3 separate regions of the Mus musculus genome follow, and all the other regions are linked to region 1. Evidence: chromatin contacts called from public HiChIP or PLAC-seq and promoter capture Hi-C data. All regions are on one chromosome and are shown on one strand. Each heading gives the region's core, a stretch centred on a gene start, on an enhancer-like site or on the middle of the called end of the contact. The rest is flanking DNA. Distances are from core to core; before and after follow the strand shown.

Region 1 (3,964 bases), core at 623-3,122:
GCTTTGCTGTGGGTGGGAGCACTGCTTTCATTAGCTTTACAAAGAAGTCCTCTATTCAGAAAGGCAACTCCAGAAATATCTGCAGTGTCTTCCCTGCCCTGAGTGCAGGCTGAAGTTCAGTCAGGTGTTGAGGGCAGGATGAGATTAGGGAGGACTTTCTCTTGTCCCCTTTTCTCAACTCAGTTAGTTGACACCCAACCCAGCTTGTTTCAAATGGCCTATGGACCCTCAGGAAGACAGTGGACACTAAGTGCTCCCTGGTATTCCATATAATCGTCAATCTTCACAGTCCAACAGTGGCTCAGGAAAGCACCTGTTACTCTTACCCTTGCTTCAAGGATGTGAAAACTTGGGTGACCCCCATCCCTCATGGTGAATAACAGCTAGTGGGTGGGCCTTCAGCAGGAAGTCTCTGATTCTATGATAGGAACCAGCATCAGAGCTCCTGATGTCCTTCTAAAGCATGTGGGTAGCAGAAATGAAAGGTCTTGTTAACCATTAAGGAGGCCTTCAGGGTGGGCAGGGGCAGGTTTGCGCTGGCTGCTGAGCAGGCTAATTCTGATGGTTCCAAAATGGGGTCAACTATGCTTTACGTTTAGTGGCAGGCCAGAGTTAACATTTTGCCCACCTGCTTGGCTAGGCTCCTTGTCAGAGATGTTAATTTTGAATGCATTCTTGTCTACCTGCCTGAGATAGATGCAGTCTCTAGGCTTTGTTCTTGCATGTTCTTCACCACTATGGGGATGATTCTCAGCTGGTGTTGGTGCCTGGACTACTTCTGCACATTAACCCTGTAACTATCCCTTCCTGAATGATCTTGCTGGTTGGTGTTGCTCTTTGAGGACTGCTATCTGAGGCCCAAGTAGTCCACCTGGTGCTGGACTGGATCCTGGTCTCTGATAAGTTAGAGTGACAAGATGCCAGTTACTTTGCATTGAGTTACTGTAGCCAAGACAGACCTGCCACACAGTAAGGAAGTTGAAAACCTCAGGGTTACTTTTGGAAAACTTCAGTAAGCCAGTAAGCAACCCTACCTGAGTACCAGCAGCCCTGAGCTTGGAATTTGCTCTTGAGACTTCTGAGCCTTTGAAGGAGTTCTTATAGGAGGTTCTTAGACCTGTGTCTGCTAAGTGTGGAGATCCTTATAACACTTTTAGTGACTAACAGAAAGCTAATGGAACTCTGACCTCTCCACCTTGTCAGAGTAGCTTGAGTGAAGCTACTCTGTCACCTCTATTGTTTCAGAAACACCAACTTAGCCACAGAGAACTAGCTATATGCAGAGGTTGCCCAAGCTCCTGGTCTCATCATGTCTTGGCAGCATCTCTGTCAAGCAGCTATAGCAAGTCCCCCCAAGCAAGTAGTTTCTCATGCTAACTACTCTGCTTGGAACCCTATAAACCTATATTCCATGGTGCCAGTCTGGCCTGGCACAGCCCTCCTACTATCCTGGGGCCTTGAAGTACTCTAGCCAGATACAGTGCTCTCAGCCCGAGAAGAAACAGCGGCCCTGGGATGGTGGTGTCCAGCTCTTCTGCAGCAGTCTAGCTATACAGGACACCTTGGCTGCACTTAAAAGATTTTCCTCTACCTGGCAGCCAGCAGCTGCTTAGCTCACTGCTTTCCCAGCCAGTCTCCTCACCTCAGCCTCTATAGGCACAGCAAGCTAACCCAGCACCAGTCTTCTAACGACCCCGAGTATGGAGGCAGAACACACACAAGCCCTCCTGAGCCCTGGCTGCCTTTGCCCTCTTACCTCCCTTGAGGAAAGGAACTGTTAAGGAAGATTTGTAGTGACCTCTGAAAAGAGAGGTTCCTGGGTTCTAGGCCATGACTTCCTCTTGCCTATTAGAGATTTTAACTTTCTGAAAGGGACCTTTATCACTTCCTCTCAGCTCCACACCACTGGTTCAGAATGCATGCCACGCCCACGCTCATTGTGAGGGAGTAGGCTGTCCCTAGGAGAGCAGGCCTTAGGTTTGGTGAGAAGAGACCATCCTCCCAGCAGGTTGAAATCAGCTCTCAGAGCCCAGGTAGGCAGCCCAAGTCTTCTGCCTAATCCCTCAAGGGGACTCCTTAGGCTATGTGGTAATTATGGGTTTCCTCTCTTCAGCCATTACCTTGGGGTTTGCTGCTTTAAATCTTAGATAACTTTGATTTATCATGATTTGAATTTTAAAAGCAGTCTTTTTCTGTTCATTCATTTCCCAGCCTTATTTTCTTTCAGGTCTTGCCCTCTCCACCCTCTGCTGTGTTCGCGCCTCCTCCACCTGCTTCGCTTCCATCTCAGCTCCGTCGTCCCAGCCACAGACCGCCTGACAAGGCCGCTGGCCTTTCACATGAAATCAACTGCTTTGTTTTATTTTGATTTTGATTCCTTTTAATGTTAGCAGAAACTGTTAATTCATGGGCTTTTATCTTGCTAAATTTTGAACACCCTACTGTGGGGTGCATTATAACTAGAGGGTGCAATGTTTGCGGAGGTGGTGGTTGTCCTTCATTGTATCTGACTCAGGGAGGTTACCAAGGTGTACCAAGCTGTATGAGTCCAATGTTGGAGCAGGGCCAGTGCAGGCCCAGTGTGGAAAGGTTCTATGGCTGTTCCAGCCCAGCGTGAATGGGGGAAAGTGGAGCTCAAGTAGACTGAATCTGTGCCCTAAGTCCTATCAGTACTGTGTAAGCAGTGCCTCACTTGTTTAACAGAAAGGCTAACACTGGAGCCCAGTGAGGTAGGCCAGGTGTGCAAGCTGACTACAGGAGCCCCTACTGGACTTGAGACGAAGTCCACCTTGGGAACGGGGAGACTCGAGTTCAGCAGCTTCATGTCCTCTTTTGTAGGAGGTCCCAGGTAATTGAGAAATTTGAGGCCTTGGACATTGAAAAAGCAGAGCACATGGAAACCAACATGCTGATTCTGACCACTCCATCAAGTGACACTCGTCAGGGCCGCAGTGAGAGACGGGCCATCCCTAGAAAGCGGGTGAGCTCCAGTGTGGGGCCAAGTGGGGCCTTTGGCAGCATGGCTTGGGTCTGGGGAACACAGTGCCGTACATGTTCTGAGTCCCATACATACCAGGGACATGTTTCTTCTGGGCCTCTACTCTGTTCCTTTCCAGTTAGCCTCTTGAGCATCAGCCTGTCTTCCACATCTCCCTCCTACAGCGTTAGCCTTCTGTGCCACAAGGTGCTTCAATGAGTTTTAGATCCCAGTTGTAACTAGCACAATTTCTTCCCACTGAGGCCACCCAGGAACAAAGCCGAATATGATACCTTTTTCCTTCTTTTGTTTTTGGAGTGGCAAGCTGTACCCTCGTTTCTCTGCTTAGCCTACAAGGTCCATCAGACCTCAGCCGTCCTCCTCCTCCTCCTCCTCCCAGATTCCTCCAGCCTTTTGCCCACCTGCCTCTTCTGTGGCCTGCTGTACCCAAGATCTTCTTTCCAGTTTCTTTGTTGCTCACGAGGTGCCTGCTGTCTGTCTTCTGTAACCTGAGAAGCTGCAAAATTGGGTGGGACCAGTGATAACCAGGCATCCAAAGAAAAGGCTGCTCTACTGACCAAAGCATGCCAGGACATGGGTCATCCCAGAACCTGCTGTGGGGCCTAGACAGCACTGCCCCACTCAAGGAGGGATGAACTACCCAACTTGTTGTCCCCATGCGTGCCCAGGCTGCCTTGAGCTGTACTGATGGGTGGCTGCTCTCTGCCACAGGACTTTGCCAGCGAAGCCCCCACAGCTCCTCTCTCAGATGCTTGTCCCCTGTCTCCACACCGAAGAGCCAAGTCATTGGACAGGAGGTCCACAGAATCCTCCATGACGGTGAGCCCAGGCCACGTGCCAAGTTCTCTGGAGATCTGTGCCACTACCACTGCTGCTTCTGGCCACTCTGGGCTCTGTCCATTTATGTCTTTATGTCCACACTGGCCCTCCCTCTGTACCACCCTTATGCCTGTGAGTGCCCCACCC
Region 2 (3,964 bases), core at 495-2,994, 100 kb after region 1:
ACCCTACCTCCAAAGCAAACAAAAACCAAGTGCATGTTTACAGACAATCTACAAAACTAAAGAGAACCCTCTCCCATCCAGAGTCTATACTCCAGCTAGCCTCATTCTTTTCTCAGAAGCAACCCAGTGTTACCAGTGAACACCTTAAGGATCTAAAGACAGTCCACATGAATAGGAATACTCACCCATGCGCCATGCAGTCTATTTATTCACATAGATGGCACTGTGTTGTGTACACTATTAAGCATCTTTCTGCTATTTAATGATGACCTCAGATTCCTTTTCAGTTTGCAAAAAGTATATGCACTTTTCTTCCCACAGCTGCATAGGAATCCATTTGTACGGCTGTGCTGTAATTGTCTAATTTTAATTTTCTGTGTCTGTATGTGGTTATGTGCATGTAAGTGAAGGTGCGTGAAGAGACAGAAGAGGATGTTAGGTTTTGGGTCCCTTGAAGCTGGTGTTACAAGGGGTTGGGTGTCCACTAACAATGCCAGGAACTGAACTCTGGTCCTCTGAAAGAGTAGTACATGCTGAGAGCTGTTCTCCAGCTCCACTTAATTAACTTATTTAGAGACAAGGTTCTCATTGTGTAATGCTGGCTGGCCTTGAACTCAAGAGATCCACCTAACTCAGCCTCCAGAGTTAGGGGACTAAAGGAGTGCACGCCTATGCTCACTCCTTACTTAACTAGTCCTACCTGTATCGTATGGATGAATGACTTATTTAAAGAAAAAAAAAAATCACTCACAGGTGTCTATCTGGCCTGTGAGCTTAAGTCTATCACTGACAAGGAAAACGAGAATTACCATTTATTTTGCATGGTGTCATCATTTAAACCTTACAAGAGTTAGGTGGACAACTACCCGGACACACCTCATACCTCTCTTTTTCTACAGATGAAGAAACGAGCCTAACCTCACGGAATTTCCACATGTCAAAAGCATTTCTAACATGCTTTCTCCACTCCATTCCCTTAACTCTATTAAAGAGAGGTCACATTCTTCTGGCTCAAGATTATGGGTGTGTTCAAGTGACGAGATGAATGGACCAGACGGTATGCAAATTAAGGGGGGGAAATAAAGTAACAACTGTACGCCCTAGAGATGTAGTCCGACTACTGAAAGCTCCCTTGGAGCTCGGTTCGACCAAAATAGGGGCGGAGGATTCCGAGCGTGCGCCGCTGGCCAGCCAAGACTCACGCCTTCTAGCCAAGGAGCCTAGAAAAGACTCCCCTCCAGCCGCTAGAAGGGCCTGGTGGGGGCGGGGGGGCAGACCGGCAGGACGGACAGGACGCTAGACCAATCACCAAAAAGCAGTGATGGCCAAGGGACCAATGGGTGCTCCGGAATGCCCCTACCGGAAGTCACGCCCCCAAACTGTCAAGCGGCGCCCCGTGGCTGGGGCCCGGAGGGGGGGTGCTGGAGGGGGAGGGGAAGGAAAGTCTCCGGGGCCCGAGGCAGGGGAAGGCGACGGCAAGGACGACGGCGCACGACAGCACGAGGACTGCTCCCCTCGGCCGTGCGCTCCTACCCTAAGCACCAAGGCTTGAGCAGGTCCAGGGGGAGAGGCTAGAGAGCGAAGGGCGGTCCCAAATCCGCACCGGTGCCAGGGCATACCGGGCCAGCTCTGCGGCCCAGGCCTCACCTTGAGCTGAGAGCTGTCGGACACTGTTCACGAACTGCTCCAGAGCAGACGCCATGTTTCCCCCCGCTGGTGGCCCGAGCAACAGAGGTAAGCTCGCGCGGGAAAAAGCGACTGCTCTAGGAGGAGGGGCCCGGCGACCCACTAAAGCCTGGAGGCAGGTTGTGTCACTTCCGCCGGCCAAGCGCCGCGAGATCTTACCTGGCTGAGGCACCCCCTCCTGTCTCCATGGAAACAGTTCCGCTAGTCGCCGGAAGTCAGGTCCCCTCCCTCGCCTTTCATTGTAGTGCACTTGGGAAATCTCGTCTCATGTTAAATGGAAATAACGAAGAAAGGAAAGAATAACACTTAAGCACAAAATTTCTGGGCCCAGTTTTGCTTAGAATGACTGAACATTATTTTAAACCTAGCCACATACTTCCGACACGGCTCCATTGCCACTTCCGGAACATGTCACTAGAGAGCCATACTTTCTTCCAAAGGCAAGGGAAAATGACTCCTTTTGAAGGATGGGGAACTCGTTTTATAAGTTCCTAGGAATGGTGGCTTTTATCTAACGACCAGAAACCCTTCTGTATCTGAGGTTGTGCTCATTTCTGAACATACACAATGCCTGAGAACTAACAGCTTAGTGCTGGACAGTTTCCCAAGTCAAAGTGTAACATTAGGAAGGTTTTGAATTCTAAAGCTGAAAATTAAACACCAAGCAATTCCTCGGATTTCCAGGCTCCCCAGGTCTAGACTGAAGCAGTGATTTTTCTCATTCCATCTTTGGTTTCTTATATGACCATCATCTATCTGTAACAGTTAAACTCAGGTTAAACTTTCCCTCTGAAGCAAGCTCGGTAATCTAAGGCTAAGGGGTTCTGATAGATAGCACAGCACACTTTAGGTTCCTGCTTGGCTCGGAACTAATTTCTTTCCTAGGATTTCTAGTGCTGTAGCAAAGATGAGAAAAAGGTTACTTTGTATCACTTCATAAGATGAATGAAAGGCCTCAGGCAATGAGGCTTTAGAGGGAGACTCTTGAAAGCAACCGGGATCCAGGGTGTTAGTGTTACCGCTCTAAGGGGCAAGTTTTCCCTAATACAAGTGTTGCAGTTCCGAGGGGGCAATGCCAATGAATGTGTTACAGCTCCGGAAAGACTTCTCCAATGGAAGTATTACAGCTCTGAGGGGAGAGGTTGCTTGTGTGTAAGTGTGACAGCTGAAGGGAAAGTTATCCTGGCAGTCTGGAGCCAAGGAATGCCACAAAGTCACATGGCACATCAAACGTCACTCAAGAGATTGGGAGAGATAACAGAGGGTGCTGCCTCTCCTGGGAGAAGCAGCAGGGAATTGGTGAGGAGACAGGCTTATACAGAGTTTCATGGGGAAGGAGTTTTCCAGGGTAAAGATTTCCACGGTGAGGATTAGTGAGATTTCAAGCCAAACTCAAAGACTGGTGAGAGTTTGTGCTCAGGGATTCGTAGGTTTTGGAGCTGAGGAATTGGTGGGTTGGTGACAGGAAACGGTCACCAACAAGGATATTTAACCAGATTATAGGTTCCTGGTTTACAGTTGGAGATGGCACTACCCTCTGGAGGAATACTGCTTTATCTTCATCCTTCCAAGTGGTCAATGAACCACAGCTCCAAAGGGGGCAGAAACACCAGTACTAGTGGCATATCTAGTCATAACAAGAACTCTTTGCACACGTACTCACCAGTAAACCTCTATCTTGTTCCCAATATAGACCCACATATGGTTCTCTATAAGTTGACCGGGCATTACTATGGTCAAAGGGACTTTAGGGGTTGGACATCCCATTCTTTTGCTCATATAGCATCTTCATCTGTGGTCAAGCGGGTGGGCAACCACTCCCTGCTTGGATGGTATAGAGTAGTCAGGGATGAGCCAAGAGCCTGCATTTGTTGTCTCAGGGTAATGTTGCCCAACCCCTGTATGCTCTGATAAGGGGAGGCAGGAGTCCATAAAGGACAAGGGGAGAACCCTATGTGACTAGCAGGGCGAGACCTGATACCCAAGCAACTGGCAACAACTGGTCCCCAACCGGGGGACACTTAGTGAAGTCCACAACTGTGTTTTCAAATGGGGTTTCTCCAACACTCTGTACCCTTGAAGAGACATTAGGTCCCCAACTCAGGTTATTTTGGATACACATTTCACATTGTATACCACCTGGGCTGTGCTGGAGAGTCAAAGGATGTACAAAAGTCAGCTTAATAGGCCTTTATGAGCTTCCCAGATAAGGTGGGTCTTCTGGTGTAACTGACAAGACCTGAGACTATGGCCTCAGGAATTAGCCATTTTCAAATCC
Region 3 (3,964 bases), core at 669-3,168, 70 kb after region 1:
AGGCAGAAATAGGCAGATTTCTGAGTTCGAGGCCAGCCTCTTCAACAAAGTGAGTTCTAGGACAGCCAGAGCTACAGAGAAACCCTGTCTCAAAAAACCAAAAAAACAAACAAACAAACAAAAAACAAAAATTGTGGGCTTGAGAAATGGCTCAGTGGTTAGGAGCACTGACTGCTTTTCCAGAAGTCCTGAGTTCACCTCCCAGCAACCACATGGTGGCTCACAACCATCTGTAACGGGATCCGATGCCCTCTTCTGGTGCTGACTGAAGACAGCTACAGTGTATAAATAAATAAATAAATCTTTAAAAAAGAAAAAAAGGGGGTTTGTCCAACAAGAGTTTCGAATCTTCTGGTTACTCATTCCTCAGCCCAGGCAGCCCCTGGAAGACTGTAATGGAACCTACATGACACTCCATTCTGCAGCCACCGAGAAACCTACTACCTGAGTTTCTAATCCTTCCCAGCCCGTAACACCAACTGTCACTTATCCTCTGGAAATCCTCCTGGGCACTGGGCAACAGGCTTCTCTGACGGGATTGCATATGGCGTCTGAATTCCGGTGAGGAAGGAGCCTAGGTCTTCTGTTACTCTCCCAATCCCAATGTCTACCACATTCTTCTACCACAGGAGCCGGCTTCTGGGAGTGTGCCTAACCACCCTTTCCTAGTAACCTTTCGAGCTGAAGACAGTCTCCTCAGCGTCATACTTTGAGAGGCAGGCTGTGCATGTACGAGATTTGCTCCCGCTGTCTGAACCACAAGCCTGGCAAACGAGACCCACACCATCCTTCCCTGGTGTGCCCTAGTTTTTCCTCATCTCTATTTCTTGTCTTCTCACAGCACCAGGCCACTAAGAGTGCCTTGTAGGCAAACAAGGGGTTACAAGGATCTCCACGGAAGTCAGCAGGAGCTGTAACTGTCTCCCACAGGAAACTCACTGATCCCCCTACTACACTAGCTAGTATAGAGTGGGTAAGAAACTCAGCAGGGAACTTTATCTCCAACTTAGAACCACTCCCCTCTCTACTACTGCCAACTTCAGCAGGACTTCCTTTAAAGAGCACCCAGTCACTTGACACTAGCAGAGCAAACACTGTCACGTGCCATGTCCTCTCTACTGTTTAATGACAACTATGATAGCTCGGCACTGCCAGCAATACACTAGCTGTAGTCTTTCTCTCTGCCGGACACCATGGGTGGTACCAGGCTTCCCCACCCCCACCCCCGAGAAATGGAAATTCACCCTATACTTGCAGTAGGTCCTCCTGGCCCCCTACTGTTATGGGCCACTTGTGACCTCAACGGCGATCCACTGGCTAATCCCAGGGCTAACCATTTCTTCCAACGCATGAGGACGAGTTACCCTGTTAAGAGTGGAGAGAAATGAGGTGTCTTGCCTGCCCTGTCCTCAGACGGCCATCCTGCTAGAAAACGGAGGTTGACTGGCAGGGCGACGTCCCCAACAGTATTCAGTCAAACTAAAGCAATTACCCCAAACGGGGGGTGGAACCTGCCACCTCCCTCTCCCAGGTGTTTACCATCCGCGCTTTCCATTCAGCCCTATGGCCCAACACCAACCCAGCTGGGGCGCTTGCCGCCGTCTCCCGGATGCTGGGCCGGAACCCGCTCGCAACTGTCCTGGGGCTGTCGCCACTGTTCTGCCCCTCGGCAAGTGCTAGCCCGTTCCGCAGGCCCTTGCACTGAGCCTTAGCGCGTGACCCAGCCGGACCGAACCATCCGCAGGCCGGCAGAGGGCAGGCAACGCCAGTGACTAGCCGGAGCGAGCAGCGTTGCGTCCCCCGCAGGCGACTAGGATGTGCGGAGCCTTGCTGTGTCACGTAATGCTCCTCCAGGCAAGGAATCCAAGCCCCTCGGCCACGCGCGCCCCTCGGCGCGGCAAGTCGCCCCGCGGAAAAGCGTAGATGGTTCCGGCCGCCGAGAGAAGCCATTCTGCAGGGGTGACGTCAAAACTGACATTTCAAAAAAGTCAGAGAGAATTAGTCAGTCCATGCCCTGTCCCTACCGAAGAGGAAAGATTTGCGGAAAATTTCCTCTGGATTCTGGGAGTTCTTGGGACTCCACTCCCTGCCTGTAAAGTTGCAGATCAGAGAAACCGTCTCCCCTTCGAGAGAAGTGGAAGGTACGGACAGGTCCTGGGAGGGAGGAGGGTACAGAGCGAAGCAGGACCACGCATGTGCACGGCTCAGTCTTGCCCTGAGCCGGCCCTATCTTTGCAAACTAGCTTTCAAAACAGTTCGTGGATTGTGGGGTTGTTTTCTCTAAGCCCTGGGTTTGATTTCCCGTTTGGGGATGAGGGATGGAATATTATTTAGCTACTTAAAAATTAATTTTAAGCCGGTCAGTGGTGGCGCACGCCTTTAATCCCAGCACTTGGGAGGCAGAGGCAGGCGGATGGATTTCTGAATTCCAGGCCAGCCTGGTCTAAAGAATGAGTTCCAGGACAGCCAGGGCTACACAGAGAAACCCTGTAAAACCAAAAAGAAAGAAAGAAAAGAAAAAAAAAGGATTTTAAGGGCTGGAGAGATGGTTCAGCGGTTAAGAGCATTAACTGCTCTTCCAGAGGTCCTGAGTTCAATTCCAAACAACCACATGGTGGCTCACAACCATCTATAATGGGATCCAATGCTCTCTTCTGGTGTGCATGAAGAGAGTGACAGTGTACTCACATTTTAAAAATAATAAAAAAAAATACATCTTTTTTTAAATGAATTTTAAAGCTATTAGTGCATACCATGGGCCCTTGAAGACAGATGAGAACAGAGCTCTGGGCTTGAGCCTGTAACTAACGCTGCCAGCTGTACACAGCGGCCAGCGCTGCCAGCCTCCGCTGTGTACACGAGGACGCCCAGAATGTGGTTATCCGGAAGTGGGAAGCTTCAGATGAGTAGAAGTTGATGAGTTGGTATCTGTTTGTTTTTCAAATCACGGGGATCGGATTCCTTTCTCTCTATTTCAGCTTTCGTGTTTTGTTGGAAGAGGGAGCAGGAGGAAAAAAAATATGCAAACTTGTGTTCTATAACTTTGTTTACTGCCTGGTAAAGATTAAGGAGTGCAGGGTGGAGTTATGGTGTTAGGTATTGTCTTGTGTGTGTTTATTTTTACCAATCCGATTATTCCTGATACTGTGAGTCATCTCCTGTCCTCCACGAGGCTCTTCCCTACCCTTCTCCAAGACTAGAGCAAGCAGACAGCAGAAGAAGAAAGCAGATACCTGACAACTAGGGGTTAACAAACTTAAGCAGGATAAAACAGCTTTAAGCAGACTGCCACTCAGGATATAAGTGAAACCAGTTGCAACTCCCCACAGCGATGTTAGGAAGAACCAGGTCAGCTCTGACTATGGCTCTGAGAACCAGGATCCTGTATTGCGACCAGAGGATTTGGGCAGCCAACCAAAAGCAGTCACTACAGAGAGAGTCTGGAGGTCAGTGAGGGGACAGCAGGAGTGTGCAGCTCCCCACTGGCTCCCCCAGGTCTCTAAGGCTGAGGCAGGCTACCAGGATTCCTTTCTGCAGTCATTGAGAAGCCTCGCAGGCTGAGGGGGTAATGAGTCCCTTTGCCTGCTCCTACCGATCCAGTCCCAGAGGCTCGCTGAAGCAAGCTCCCCACAGGAGCCTCAGCCATAGGACAGACACTTCCCGACTCAAAAGGAGCCTGTCTTCGGAGATGGCTGGCTGATTAGAATGTCAGTACCAGTGGACGGACTGGGATGTTGCAGACCCAAAAGCTAGTTGCCTTACCTTGAGCTAGTTCTAGCTAGCCCTCTGCAACAGCCATTCCTTGCCTACCTCCATGTCAGAACAAGTAGATAAAAACCTTGTGCAGTGTATTAACTTGCCAATTCAAAAGGTCAACTAGCACTTGGGAGGCAGAGGCAGGCAGATTTCTGAGTTCAAGGCCAGCCTGGTCTACAGAGTGAGTTCCAGGACAGCCTGGACAATA

Evidence for each region. HiChIP or PLAC-seq counts read pairs in DNA pulled down with a chosen protein or histone mark. Capture Hi-C pulls out chosen DNA fragments and counts their contacts.
Region 2: a contact with region 1 is called in a promoter capture Hi-C map of adipose tissue. The contact joins the promoter of Cops3 here to the promoter of 1700007J10Rik in region 1. A contact is called at or near these places in 2 of 9 other capture datasets (adipose tissue and liver).
Region 3: an H3K4me3 HiChIP or PLAC-seq map of embryonic stem cells shows a contact between it and region 1, with 21 read pairs. The contact joins the promoter of Flcn here to the promoter of 1700007J10Rik in region 1. A contact is called at or near these places in 1 of 39 promoter capture datasets (macrophages), 1 of 484 Hi-C or Micro-C datasets (embryonic fibroblasts), 5 of 115 datasets of contacts at active chromatin or transcription factors (embryonic stem cells, heart atrium, pancreatic cancer cells and 1 more) and 3 of 9 other capture datasets (adipose tissue, liver and pancreatic islet).

What each region holds. Positions count from the first base shown.
Region 1 is chr11:59,738,282-59,742,245 of GRCm38.p6, forward strand. 1700007J10Rik (RIKEN cDNA 1700007J10 gene) reads right to left here and starts at 1,873. Exons shown (of 6, transcript NR_045476.1): 1 at 1,757-1,873. Mprip (myosin phosphatase Rho interacting protein) reads left to right here. Exons shown (of 24, transcript NM_001368931.1): 8 at 2,839-2,980; 9 at 3,710-3,817.
Region 2 is chr11:59,838,023-59,841,986 of GRCm38.p6, forward strand. It overlaps Cops3 (COP9 signalosome subunit 3), which reads right to left and starts at 1,745. Exons shown (of 12, transcript NM_011991.1): 1 at 1,648-1,745. The coding sequence starts at 1,702.
Region 3 is chr11:59,808,121-59,812,084 of GRCm38.p6, forward strand. It overlaps Flcn (folliculin), which reads right to left and starts at 1,919. Exons shown (of 13, transcript NM_146018.2): 1 at 1,540-1,919. It overlaps Gm16062 (predicted gene 16062), which reads left to right and starts at 1,960. Exons shown (of 2, transcript NR_045686.1): 1 at 1,960-2,141.